Linked DNA regions of Mus musculus: all the other regions are linked to region 3. The links are chromatin contacts, called in public promoter capture Hi-C maps. All regions are on one chromosome and are shown on one strand. Each heading gives the region's core, a stretch centred on a gene start, on an enhancer-like site or on the middle of the called end of the contact. The rest is flanking DNA. Distances are from core to core; before and after follow the strand shown.

Region 1 (2,700 bases), core at 92-2,591, 470 kb before region 3:
TGTTTTGAAAGTTGTAGGAGCCTGCTGAGAGGAGGAGGGGCCCCACAGCGGCATTGTTTCCAAACATACCCCTCTCTTCTTTCTTTTTCCCCATGCTCAGAGCCAGGCCTAGTACAGCTGGCCAGCAAGGCAGGAGAGCTGGGCCCAGCCTTCAGGGCAAGGCAGGACAGGGCAGGGCAGGCAGGGCAGCCTGCTGCCTTGGGTACTTCGAAGTTGAGGGTGCGGAGCAAGACTAAAGAAGACACGGATAAAGTTGGAAACAGCACACAGGCCTGTCAGAGCCATAGGGACCCTAGACAGCCCTGATCTGGGTACAGCCTGTCTCTGAAGAGAGAAATCTCCAAGGGGACCAGGTGGGAGCACAACATAACTACAGAGCCTGAGGGGAGAAAAATAATGTAGGGGCTAGGGTCTTCTGTGTCTGGGACACAGGGAGGGTGAGGTGAACAAAAGATAAGGAGAGTCCCACTTTAGCGGCTTCGGACTTGGTAAAGCAGAGAAGAGCAAGAAGCTGAATGACGGATCAGAGCAGTGGGGCTCTGCGATCAGGATGAAAGTAAGGAGAGCAGGCAGAAGAGGTTAGACGCCAGGGCAACAGGGGTCAAGGCTGGGAGATCAGGGGTTAGGTCAGGCTGGGAGACCGAAAAGGGGGCACAGGCCCAAGAGGGGAACTGAGTGAGGGTCTGCCCCGGGGCAATAGGATAGAGAGGTGGAGCCAGCGCGGGGTGGCGGTCCCCAAGGAGTCTGGCTCATGCGGGGTCAGAGCCGGGGCACGTCAAGGGGTGCGGGGGCTCCAACTTACATGAAGACGTGGTAGACGAAGGCCCACCCGCGGGGCCGCTCCAGCACGTTGTAGACCCAGTTCTGCAGGCGGCGGTAGCGCTTCTGCGCGGCGGAGGAGCGCTGGCCGCCGCAGGCGGAGCCCGAGCCGGAGCCCGGCCCAGGGAGGGGCGCGCCCGGCGGCAGGGGGCTGCCCAGAAGGCCGAGGCGACGCGGAGAGCCGCCCCCGCCCGCCTCGCCCTGTTCACTCTGCACGGCCGTGAGCGCCACCAACTCCGCGCGGGGGGCGTCCCCGGGCGGGGGGCCCAGGCCGAGGCGGCGCGGGGGGGCCTCGGCCATGGGCGGCGCCGGACGGGGGACCGGGGCGTTGCGGGGCGGGGGCGCGCTCGGGCGGCTCAGAGTCGCATGGCTCGAACCCCGGGCCGGCGAGGCGACCCTGGGCGCGCACGCAGGCGGCGGGGGCTAGGGACCAGGCCGGGTCCGTGCGGGGTCCGGAGGCGGTCGCTCGGAGCCTCGGGGCCGCGGGAGCCCGTACTGACCGCCCGCTTCCCCGGCGACTGGGGCGGCTCTTTCCGACTCCAACTCTCTTATTACGCGCTCCATGCCGCTCGCCTTTCCACCTGCCGCCGGCGCGCCGCTCACATGTCACCCTCCCCCGCCCCGCCCCGCCCCTCCCCCGCCCGCCCCGCGGCCGCCTTCCCAAATCGGGGAGGGAGCGAGAGAGAAGAGCACCGGGAGGGGGACCCGGGTCGGACGCGGCGGAGCAGGGCGCGCGGTCCGCCCAGTCGGTGTGTCCCGGCCCCGAGCGCGTGGCGCGGGCAGCGCGCCGGGCCCCGAGGCCGGGCGTGTACGAGTGGTGTGGCCCTGGTGGCCCGCTCTGGGGAGGGAGGTTGGGACGCCTGGTGAGTGGTTGTGGAAAGTGGAGCGTGGAGTGTGGAGTTGTGGCCGCGGTAGCTCGAGGGACACTTACATTGTAGAGTGGAGGTGTTTGTGTCCAGAGAAGTGCCTACTTGTGAGAGTTGGCTAGCCAGCCGTGGGTCTGCGTGGGTTCAGAGTGAGTGGGTGGATGGATGGATGGATGGGTGGGTGGGTGGGTGGGTGGATAGATAGATGGATGAGAGTACAGAAGAGTGTGCAGAACCGGGCAGTACAGCGCGATGGGTAATGTAAGCGAGGAGGTGTGCCCGTCGGGTCGTGCCCTCGGTTTCTAGTGCAGGGTGTTTAAAATGCGCTGAGGGCCGAGTGAAGTTGGGACAGCAGCTTCCGTTCCTCCTGCTGTTGTTACTTGAAGGGCCCGGTGCCCTACAGCTATCGAGAGATGTGTGGGGTGGTGTAGCTCACAGTTGTGCCCAGATGCGTCTCTCCTCCCGTCTTGTTGATGAAGGAGGAGACCCCAGTTGATCACCCTGAGCAGAGGGGACGCTCCCTCCCTGATTACGTACCTGCCCTCATCTCCCCACTCCATCTCCGCTCCGTGGGATTCACACCCGCCACCCCCTTCTCCCACTCTAGCCCAGAAAAGCTTGTTTAGGGCAGATAGAAGTATAGAAATAAACGTACTAGGGGCCAGTATTAGGGGAACGGACAGAGCACTCCCAAAGGCCTATAGCACCCCACCAGGACTTTCTCTAGGAGCACCCCTCTCCAGCAAAAAGTTCTCGGTGCCTGACCTCCGTCTCCGCTGTGAGCTGTCTGGCCCCTTTTCCCTCGCCCTCCTGACCGTGTACTAGGTGATGATTCGGGTTTGCTGGCCCTCCTTCCTTCTTCCCCAGCCTAAAGCGATGGCCAAACCAGACGCTCCCGCTCCCTCCGCAGGCCCTGCCCCAGGGTGAAGCGCTTCCGCAGCAAACTCTTCTTCACTCCTCGGGGAGGATCTCGGGGGACACAGCTAGCTGGAAGGGGGGGGCGGGCTGCAAGCTC
Region 2 (2,784 bases), core at 60-2,559, 360 kb before region 3:
TCATTTGAAATGGGAAGACCCACTTTTACCCTGGATCGTTTGAGGTTGAAAGATCCACTGTTGATGGAAGCAAAAAAAGCTTGCTCTCTTTGCATACTGGCCCTCACCCTCACTGGCAACCTCAGTCCGTCACTAACATTTGAACCCACTTCTTTGGCATTCCAGCAGATATTGAAGGCCATCTGGCCTTGTGGAGTGAATAACTCCTGAGTTCTTGGACTTTCCATTGTACAGCCATTGTTGGACAAGCCGGATCACATCCTGTAAGCCATTTTAATAAATCCCCTCCCACATGTGTGCGTGTACGTGTGTGTGTGCGTGTGTGTGTGTGTGTGTGTGTGCGTGTGTGTGTGTGTGTGTATGTGTTTCTTCTCTAAATTCTGTCCCTCTAGAGAACCAACAGTAATACAGGGTTCCCACTTGCAGTCCTATTGACACAGGGCCTGAGGACTCTTTGGTATCAGGACTGGCCAGCACAGTTCCAGGGTTGGTTCTTACTGGAAACCCCTCATAATTGCAGAAACTACGAGTAACTCAAGATATTGTGAAAAATCCCTTCAGGACAAAACTGTCCCCAGTTGAAAGGCACTGCCACAGGTGGCAAAGGAGCTAATATGGGTCATAGGCCCCTTACCTGAAGTCTGAAAGTATATTGGAAGTTCCTTTTTTTTAAACAAAGGACTTACTTTCACTTCGTGTGTGTATGTGCACACATGTGCTGGAGCCTTCAGGTGCCAGAAGAGGGCATCAGATTCCTTGGAGCTGAAGTAACAGTTGTCTGACTTGGGTGTTGGGAACTGAACTCTGATCTTCAAAAGCAGCACTCTTTTGTGACTCCTGATCTCTCTCTCTCTCTCTCTCTCTCTCTCTCCCTCCCTCTTTCCAGAAAATCTTTTACAGCAGGCACTTGAGCAAGTCATTTCTCCTCCGAAAGTTTCCCCCCTTTTTTTGGTCTTTAAAATGGACTCTATGTTTGTAAGGTGTTTAGCCTTACTGCTCACCATCTGACATTCCTTGATCTTGTTCAGAATAGATGGAGGCACCTGGGAGGTGCCCCCAAGGACAAGGAAGTTTGAGAAGGAACAGATTGTGTAGAAGAGTGGACAGGCAGGGGACAGGAGGAGCATCTTAGGGACTTGAGCGGCCCCCAACCCCTGATTCTTAGAGGTTCACTTCTTCCAGGCCTACTCCTCAAGGATACACCTAGAAGATCCAGATTCCAGAGGCCACGCCCACCTTCGGGCCCCGCCCCATCTGGCCCCGCCCCATCCACTAATCCCTCCCACCAGCCCTAGGCCCCGCCCCTGCCAGGGCCCGCTTCCTCCCGCCAGCCGTGGCTTGGGCTTTGCACCCGGCGGCGACTGAGAACTGTGTGGCGACTGCGGAGCCAGCAGCGCAGGCGGGCGGAGCGGAGCTGTCCGGCCCGGTGGCGGGCGATGCCCCCGTGAGTCTCTGTCGCTGCCCCTCCCCGCCCCGCGTCCCTACCCCTTCGGAGTCCGCGCCCGCTCGGGGCCGGGCCGCGCCTACCGCCGGGTCCGCGGGGCGGGGTCCCGGGGCAGCACCTGCCTCGCCTTGCGGCGCCACTCCGCCAGCGGAATCCCGCTCCAGGCGTGGACCCCGGCCCCACCTCGGGGTAAGTCAGCAGGCCTTGCGCGCCTGCGAGTGGGCGTGGGGAGGGGGCTGCGGTCAGGGCAGGGGACCACGCCGGGAAGGGGGGTTCCGGCCGGCCGCCGAGCGCTACGTAGGGATGTATGCCAGATCTGGGGGGCGGGGGGGAGGGTTTGGGGGGGAGGCTCCGCGATGCGCACAACCTGGGATGACTGTGGGGCGGGGGCTGAGCCTGAGGAAACCTGGAAAATGGGGTAGGAACCCTAGAATCTGGAGTACTTTGCTGACGCTCAGGGTTTCACCTGGGGCCCTGATCTTCAACAGCATTGCTTCGCATGGCATTTTTGCAAAGTGCTTAAAATCCCTCCTGGAAAGGTAGCCTGCCTTTCTCCCTCCTGCCTGTACCCTGGTTGGGAAGCGGCCACTTTTTCCTTCCAACGTGACACCATTGTACCCAGAGAAACACTCCCCTTCTTAGTAAAAAGGAGAGAGGTGGTGCTCACGCAGCTTCAGGGTGAAAGAAGGGGCTTCTGGGAAGCTGGGAAAAAGTGGTCAGGGGCACGATGGGTCACCCAAGGCTTCAAGGAAGCTTGGCAAGACCCTTCATGGGCTATTCTGGCATCTTGTTCATTTGGGAGAATAGGTCTCCTTGGCTGGCTTCCTGGTTGCCTGGATCCCAGGCCCCCATTACCTCTGTACAACCCAACCTCAAGGAGTGGGTTTCCCCTCCTAGTATCTCAGAAGCGAATGAATGGTCCCTCTATAGCTCTTGTAGTCCCTGGCTAAGGTGGGAAATGTTGTAGCTAAGCCAGAGCAACAAGGGGCCCTAGCTAGCAGTGCCATCAGGGGCCTTCAGGGCTTGGGCCTGGGGGAATTGCTGTGTCCAACCCTGTCTCTAAGGGTGATATCTTGGAGAGAGATGGAAGGCAGCTGCTTTTCCTATTGCTCTGTTCTCTGCTGGTGATGACTTCTCACTGGGTTTTGGGGCCTGAATGGTGGAAAGAGGGTCTTTCACCAAGGGATTGACAACCCATCTCCACAGTTGCTGCCAGCCACCAATCAGTCCGTAATCACAATCACGCAACTGCCAACTCTGTCCCCATAGGCAAGTGAAGAGGATGGCCCAGTGGGACACTCTCTGGGCAGGGGCCTGCTGGGGAGGGGTCCATGCAGTTT
Region 3 (2,700 bases), core at 142-2,641:
AATGTATAGAAAATATTAGCAGAGAAAAATTCCAAATAGACGAAGTTCTGGGTCAAAGAGTGGGATACAAATGAACTCAACAGAGACAACTAATTCTGCCCAGGACCAACAAAGCAGATTGCTCACTACTCCAACTACAACTTTCTAACTCCACAATCTTTTCAGCACTCAATTGCTCATTAAGAGTCCACGTACCAACATACCTCGATTATTTTCTATTCTCTAAGGTACTCCAAATGAGGAGCAAAGGGATGGCAGAAACCTGATAGTCTAAGTACCAGATGCAGAAACAATGACGGCAAGCATTTACACTTGGAAGACACTCGAAAACATAGAAAAAAAACTGCAACGTGGTCACGGAGACCAAACTTAAAATCACATCTGTCAGCATGTAGCCCCACAGATTGGGACCCGCACAGAAACGATCAATCACCCGACTGCCAAAGAGGCCATTCTCTATATCTCTCTCCCGACCTCTTCCACTCAGACTAATCTCCATTACAGAGCTACCAGGCTCCATTCCTAGTAGTACAACCAGCAGATGAATACAAAACAGGTCAAAGAATGGCATAAACATATCTTTTCACACCCGCCCACAGTGGCAAAAACAAACAAACAAACAAACACCCCACAAAAACCAATCAACCGGCTCAGTATTCCCTAATCAGAAAGCTCCAGACGCCATCCAAGACCAACCGTCGTATCTTAGGGAAGCCAAAAGATGTGACTTTAAAGATAAGTCTCTGGTCAGAGCCCACCTCTCCTGATTGTTCAGAAAAACAAGGTTTTTCAGTTTGGAGATCAGCACACCACTCAAAAAAAAAAGCATCTCCCTGCAGGAACTGGCAATCGATCCCTCAGGGGGGCAGTGGCGCTCCAACCACCCGGCCAGGACCCAGGCAACAGCGACAGGGCACAGCCCTTGCAGGGAGCTCTCTGGGCTCAGGACCGCCCAGCGCAATCCGCCCGGGCAGTGACTGAAGTCGGGTTACGGCAGAGCTGGGCCTGCCCGGCCCGGGGGCGCGGCGAGATACGGGGGTGGCGTTTTTCCCCGCGAAGCCCCCGGCTGTTGAGGCGGATCCCGAGTCTCTTCTCCCGGCCTCCCCGCCCCTCCACCCTCGGCCATCTAGTCCACCCCTCACCTGGCAGAAGCTCCGGCAGTAGCTCAAAGATGAGACCTCGGACACCTCCTGCTCCCTCAGCTCGGTCTCCAGCTGCCAGAGACACGGTCGTAGGCCCGGCGCTCCCGACGCCGGAGATGCAGGGCGATGACCCCGAGCCATGGACTCAGTCTCGACTTCGGCTCCCGCCACCGCCGGAGCCTCAGCCCCAGCCCCGGCCCCGGCGGCGGCCGTGGCGTCTCCCTTTCCGTCCGCCATCTTCCCACGGCCCAGCAGCGCGTAGGCAACCAAACCACGTGACTCCGCCTGGCCCCGCCCCCAATCGCCCGTGTTAGTGACGCACCCCCCTGGCGACGCTGGCGCCAACTTTATCCGTCACTAGGACGCCGAATGTTGGTCCTCTCAGAAGTCTCCACCGCAACCGCCCTAGCAACAGCCTAGCAACGGCGAGATTCTAGCGGCCCTGGGTTCTACAGGCCCTTCAGAGTCGAGGAGCGCAAAGGGCCTAGAGACAATGGAGATATGAGAGAGATGTCTGCGGAGCAGCGAACCGAAGAGCAAGGGAAAGGCAGCCCAGAAAGAAGCTCGGAGAAAAGCATCCCCGGTTGGAGGAAAATAAAGATTGTTAGGCCGACCTGAAAACAAACTGAAGGGAATTTGGTTTAAAATGGGAATGGCATTACTAGTCGCTGGAAAAAGGATTGGTCAAAATATATGGCGTTGAGACGATTCTACTAAAAAGGGGGGGGGGGGGACTTTTAAAAAGTTGTTTTCAAGACAAGGATTCCCTGTGTAGGACTAGCTGTCCTGTAACTCACATTGCAGATCAGGCTGGCCTCAAACTTAAAAGTTCACCTGCCTCTGCCTCCCAAGTGCTGCGACTGGAGGTGTGCAGAGACAGGCTGGATCTCTGTGGGTTAGAAGCCAGACTGGTATATAGAGCGAGTTCCAGGACAGCCAAGGCAAAGCCACTGTAATCCAGCACTTGAGAGACTGAGACAGGAGGATCATGAGTTCCAGGTATTAGTGGGAGGGGACAAGAAAGAAATGCAAAGAAGAACAGAGAAGAAAAGGGAGAATGGCAAAATGGTGTGGCTGGAGCCCAGTAGATGAAGTGGTGAAAACAAGAAAAAAATATGTATATATGTGTGTGTGTATATGTATATGTGTGTGTGTGTGTGTGTATATACACATACATTATATATATATATATATATGTATATATATATATATACATATATATATATATATATATATAAAATCCAGAACATAAGATGTTTGGTCTAGTATACAAATGAGGGATACCCTCACTTCAACTGGAGGAACTCTATAAACAATGGGTCTAGATGAAGGTAAATGTATAATTTGATAATGGGAGATTTGAGAGTTATGACCTAAATGTTGCTTTCCCCTCCATGAAATATGAGCCATTGTGCTGATTGGTCAGTTGTTTGTGACTTTAATACAAAACCAGAGTCACTTGGGAGGAGGGAACCTCAACTGAGAGGTGCCTCCATCCCACTGATCCCTGTAGGCATGTCCATGACATGTTTTGTTTGTTGACTGACGTGGGATGGCC
Region 4 (2,700 bases), core at 160-2,659, 260 kb before region 3:
GGCGCCAAGGAAGGCTCTTTGATGTCTGACCTGTATGTAAAGCTGAGACCTGAGGCACTTCAAGTCTGACCTTCAGTTTCCTCATCTATAAAATGTGGATGTTAACTACTGCACAGGGATGCAGTGTTGAGACAATGTTAGGTCTACTAAGTTAACAATTAAGACCTTTTTATTTTAAAGCTGTACAATAAACATTATCTTAAAGTTTAAAAAAAAAATCACGGGCTGAAGAGATGGCTCAGCAGTTAAGAGCACTGACTGCTCTTCCAAAGGTCCTGAGTTCAAATCCCAGCAACCACATGGTGGCTCACAACCATCCCTAATGAGATCTGACACCGTCTTCTGGGGTTTCTGAAGACAGCTGCAGTGTACTTATAATAAAGAAATAAATCTTTAAAAAAAATTAAAAATAAAAAAAATCACATGCGTTTATTTATGGGGGTGGAGGTCACATGCCAACTTTTGAGAGTTGGTTCTCTCCTTTTACCAGGGCATCAGACCTGTCTGCCAAAGCCTTTACGGGGCCCCAGTGGCCATCATGTTTTAGAGTTATTTTAGAAAACAATTAGAAAGCTCAGCTTGAATATCTCAGTTGATAAAACAGTAATTCACAGGGCTGCGCTTTGTCATAAGCCAGCAGCAACAGTCGTCATCACACACTCCAAATGCCCAGCACAGCTGGTGAAACGAATCCCCGGTTCAGATGCAATTAAAACTGCAGGGTTATGTGCTCCCACAGAGCTGGAGAGGAGGAAATATAGTATGTCAAGTGCAAGTAGAACCACTACAGAACTGACCATAACAGCAATTTGGAAACAACCCGAATCCATCATCTGAATCGCCCATTCAGCATATGAATAGTTGTGGACACTGGGACCAGATTCAGTGGACCTGATACCCAAACGCAGCTCTCTCTCGGGGAGGGGACTGCTCTTTGAAGTCTGGGGGAAGAGGAGGAAAGGTGAAAGACTGCCTGTCCAAAAAGACCGGAGTTGGTGCAAATAGCCCCGACTATGTAAAAAGTCTCGTCACTAAGTGCAAACTTTGTGCTGTTCCTTCCGAAGGAGCTGGCAATCCCAGAAGCTTGCTGAACGACCCATCGGCAGAACTTCGCAGGCAGCCACCCGGTCGAGCTCGCAGCTCCGCAGCAGAGTCGCCTACTCACCGGAGGATCTCCGGATCCGTTCCCGCCAGCCTTCCACGCTCACACCGCGGCGCCCAGTGCGCAGCGTGGCTTCCGAGGGACACAGGACACCGTCGGCCTCCGGGCTGGACACCGGCCTCTCCCGCTTCTCACCCGCCGCACCCGGGAGCGGAGCTCCGCGCGCACAGGCGTCCTGCCCGGCCTTCTGTCCCAGCCCAGGACCTGCGGCGCCGGCTGCGGCTCAGATGCCCGAGCTCCGCCGTTTCACCCCGCCCCTCTAGCCCGGTTCGTGTCCCCGCGCCTCCACCCGGGACCCGCCCACCCCACGCTGCTCGCGTCAGCGCCCTGCCCGTGGCTCCGCCCACCCGGGTGCTGCGCGACCCAGATCCCGGAAGCCGGAAGCCGCCCGGGCAGACCCAGGGGCGGTGTCCAGCGAAGCCGGCAGCCCCTGCTGAGGGTCTCCTGTACCCCGTGGCCCGGCGAGTCTTCCTGGAGAAGCCGCTTCTCTGTCATTCTTTCATTCTTAAGGCTTCAGGATGCAGCCTTAAATCGCACGCAGTTCCTGCTCTCTCCTAATCTCCTAATTCTGGTGAATTCGATAAGTAGAAAAATAGACAATCCAAAAGGCAACAGGGGCCTAGAAAACAATAAACTTAAAAAAAAAATTCCGGGATATGTATTTTTAATGTCCCTAAAGACATGTATTAGTTTGCTTAAGGCTGCCTCCCACCCCCAAAGAAAAACACTTCACACCGGTGACTTAAACAATAGGAATTTATTTTCCCATGGTCCTGGAAGGTAGAACCCCTTTCTTCCCATATTCTCACGGCGTGTTTCCTGAGTGCCTGTAGCTAGGGGAAGTGTCTGGTGTCTGAGTTAGCCTTCCTCAGTTCCTCAATTTAACTTATCTCTTTAAAAGTTCAGTAAACATATGGCATTGAGAAAATAAAACTGAGCCCACTGGAAGATACAGAAGAGATGACGACAGAGTAAACACTTACCAGAGCAAAAATTGGAAAACCAGCATCCAGAAAGTTAATCCAAGTTGAAAGCGGCTTTTGCCCAGCTATCTGGAAAACAGACCTTTCATACTGCACATAGAGACTGGGAGGGGGAAAAATGAGCGGACTTGGGACTGATATAGGAAACCCTCTCCACATGAGTAGAACCTCGAAGGGCTGGGTGTTCTCTTTAATGTGTGTGTGTGTGTGTGTGTGTGTGTGTGTGTGTGTGTGTGTGTGTGTGTCTGTGTGTGTTTGGGATGGGGGAAGATAAGTGAAACAACATGGGAAAAATTCATGAACTGCAAAAAAATTTCGTGTCGTTGGCTGTGATCTTCGTTCAAAGTCATCTCTATCTATTGAGTTGAAGACAGTGGCACTTGGGCTGTAAATTAATTTGCAAAAAAAAAAAAGACAAATTGGCAGTAGAGAGTTTATTAAACACTACTGTACAGTTGCATCTGGTGCTCCTGGAAAAGGGATTGCACCCCTGAGAGGAGTGGAAGATCTTTGGAGTTGGCAGAACTAAAGCTCTGAGTTTATCTCATGAGCTGT

Evidence for each region. Promoter capture Hi-C pulls out the DNA fragments that hold promoters and counts their contacts.
Region 1: a contact with region 3 is called in a promoter capture Hi-C map of pre-B cells, with 1.8 times the contacts expected there. The contact joins the promoter of Kcnq4 here to the promoter of Rlf in region 3.
Region 2: a promoter capture Hi-C map of pre-B cells shows a contact between it and region 3, with 4 times the contacts expected there. The contact joins the promoter of Rims3 here to the promoter of Rlf in region 3. A contact is called at or near these places in 1 of 39 promoter capture datasets (pre-B cells), 1 of 484 Hi-C or Micro-C datasets (pro-B cells) and 1 of 115 datasets of contacts at active chromatin or transcription factors (memory CD8 T cells).
Region 4: a contact with region 3 is called in a promoter capture Hi-C map of pre-B cells, with 6 times the contacts expected there. The contact joins the promoter of Zfp69 here to the promoter of Rlf in region 3. A contact is called at or near these places in 13 of 39 promoter capture datasets (the 3T3-L1 cell line, the HPC-7 cell line, cranial neural crest and 9 more), 2 of 15 datasets of contacts at CTCF or cohesin (the NIH/3T3 cell line and large pre-B cells), 4 of 484 Hi-C or Micro-C datasets (CD4 T cells, embryonic stem cells and uterus), 14 of 115 datasets of contacts at active chromatin or transcription factors (the 230-238 cell line, the SCID.adh cell line, bone marrow-derived macrophages and 9 more) and 2 of 9 other capture datasets (adipose tissue and liver).

Annotation. Positions count from the first base shown.
Region 1 is chr4:120,746,058-120,748,757 of GRCm38.p6, forward strand. It overlaps Kcnq4 (potassium voltage-gated channel, subfamily Q, member 4), which reads right to left and starts at 1,342. Exons shown (of 14, transcript NM_001081142.3): 1 at 803-1,342. The coding sequence starts at 1,119.
Region 2 is chr4:120,853,490-120,856,273 of GRCm38.p6, forward strand. It overlaps Rims3 (regulating synaptic membrane exocytosis 3), which reads left to right and starts at 1,310. Exons shown (of 8, transcript NM_182929.3): 1 at 1,310-1,633.
Region 3 is chr4:121,213,693-121,216,392 of GRCm38.p6, forward strand. Rlf (rearranged L-myc fusion sequence) reads right to left here and starts at 1,392. Exons shown (of 8, transcript NM_001346660.1): 1 at 1,143-1,392. The coding sequence starts at 1,379.
Region 4 is chr4:120,950,279-120,952,978 of GRCm38.p6, forward strand. Zfp69 (zinc finger protein 69) reads right to left here and starts at 1,410. Exons shown (of 6, transcript NM_001384119.1): 1 at 1,166-1,410.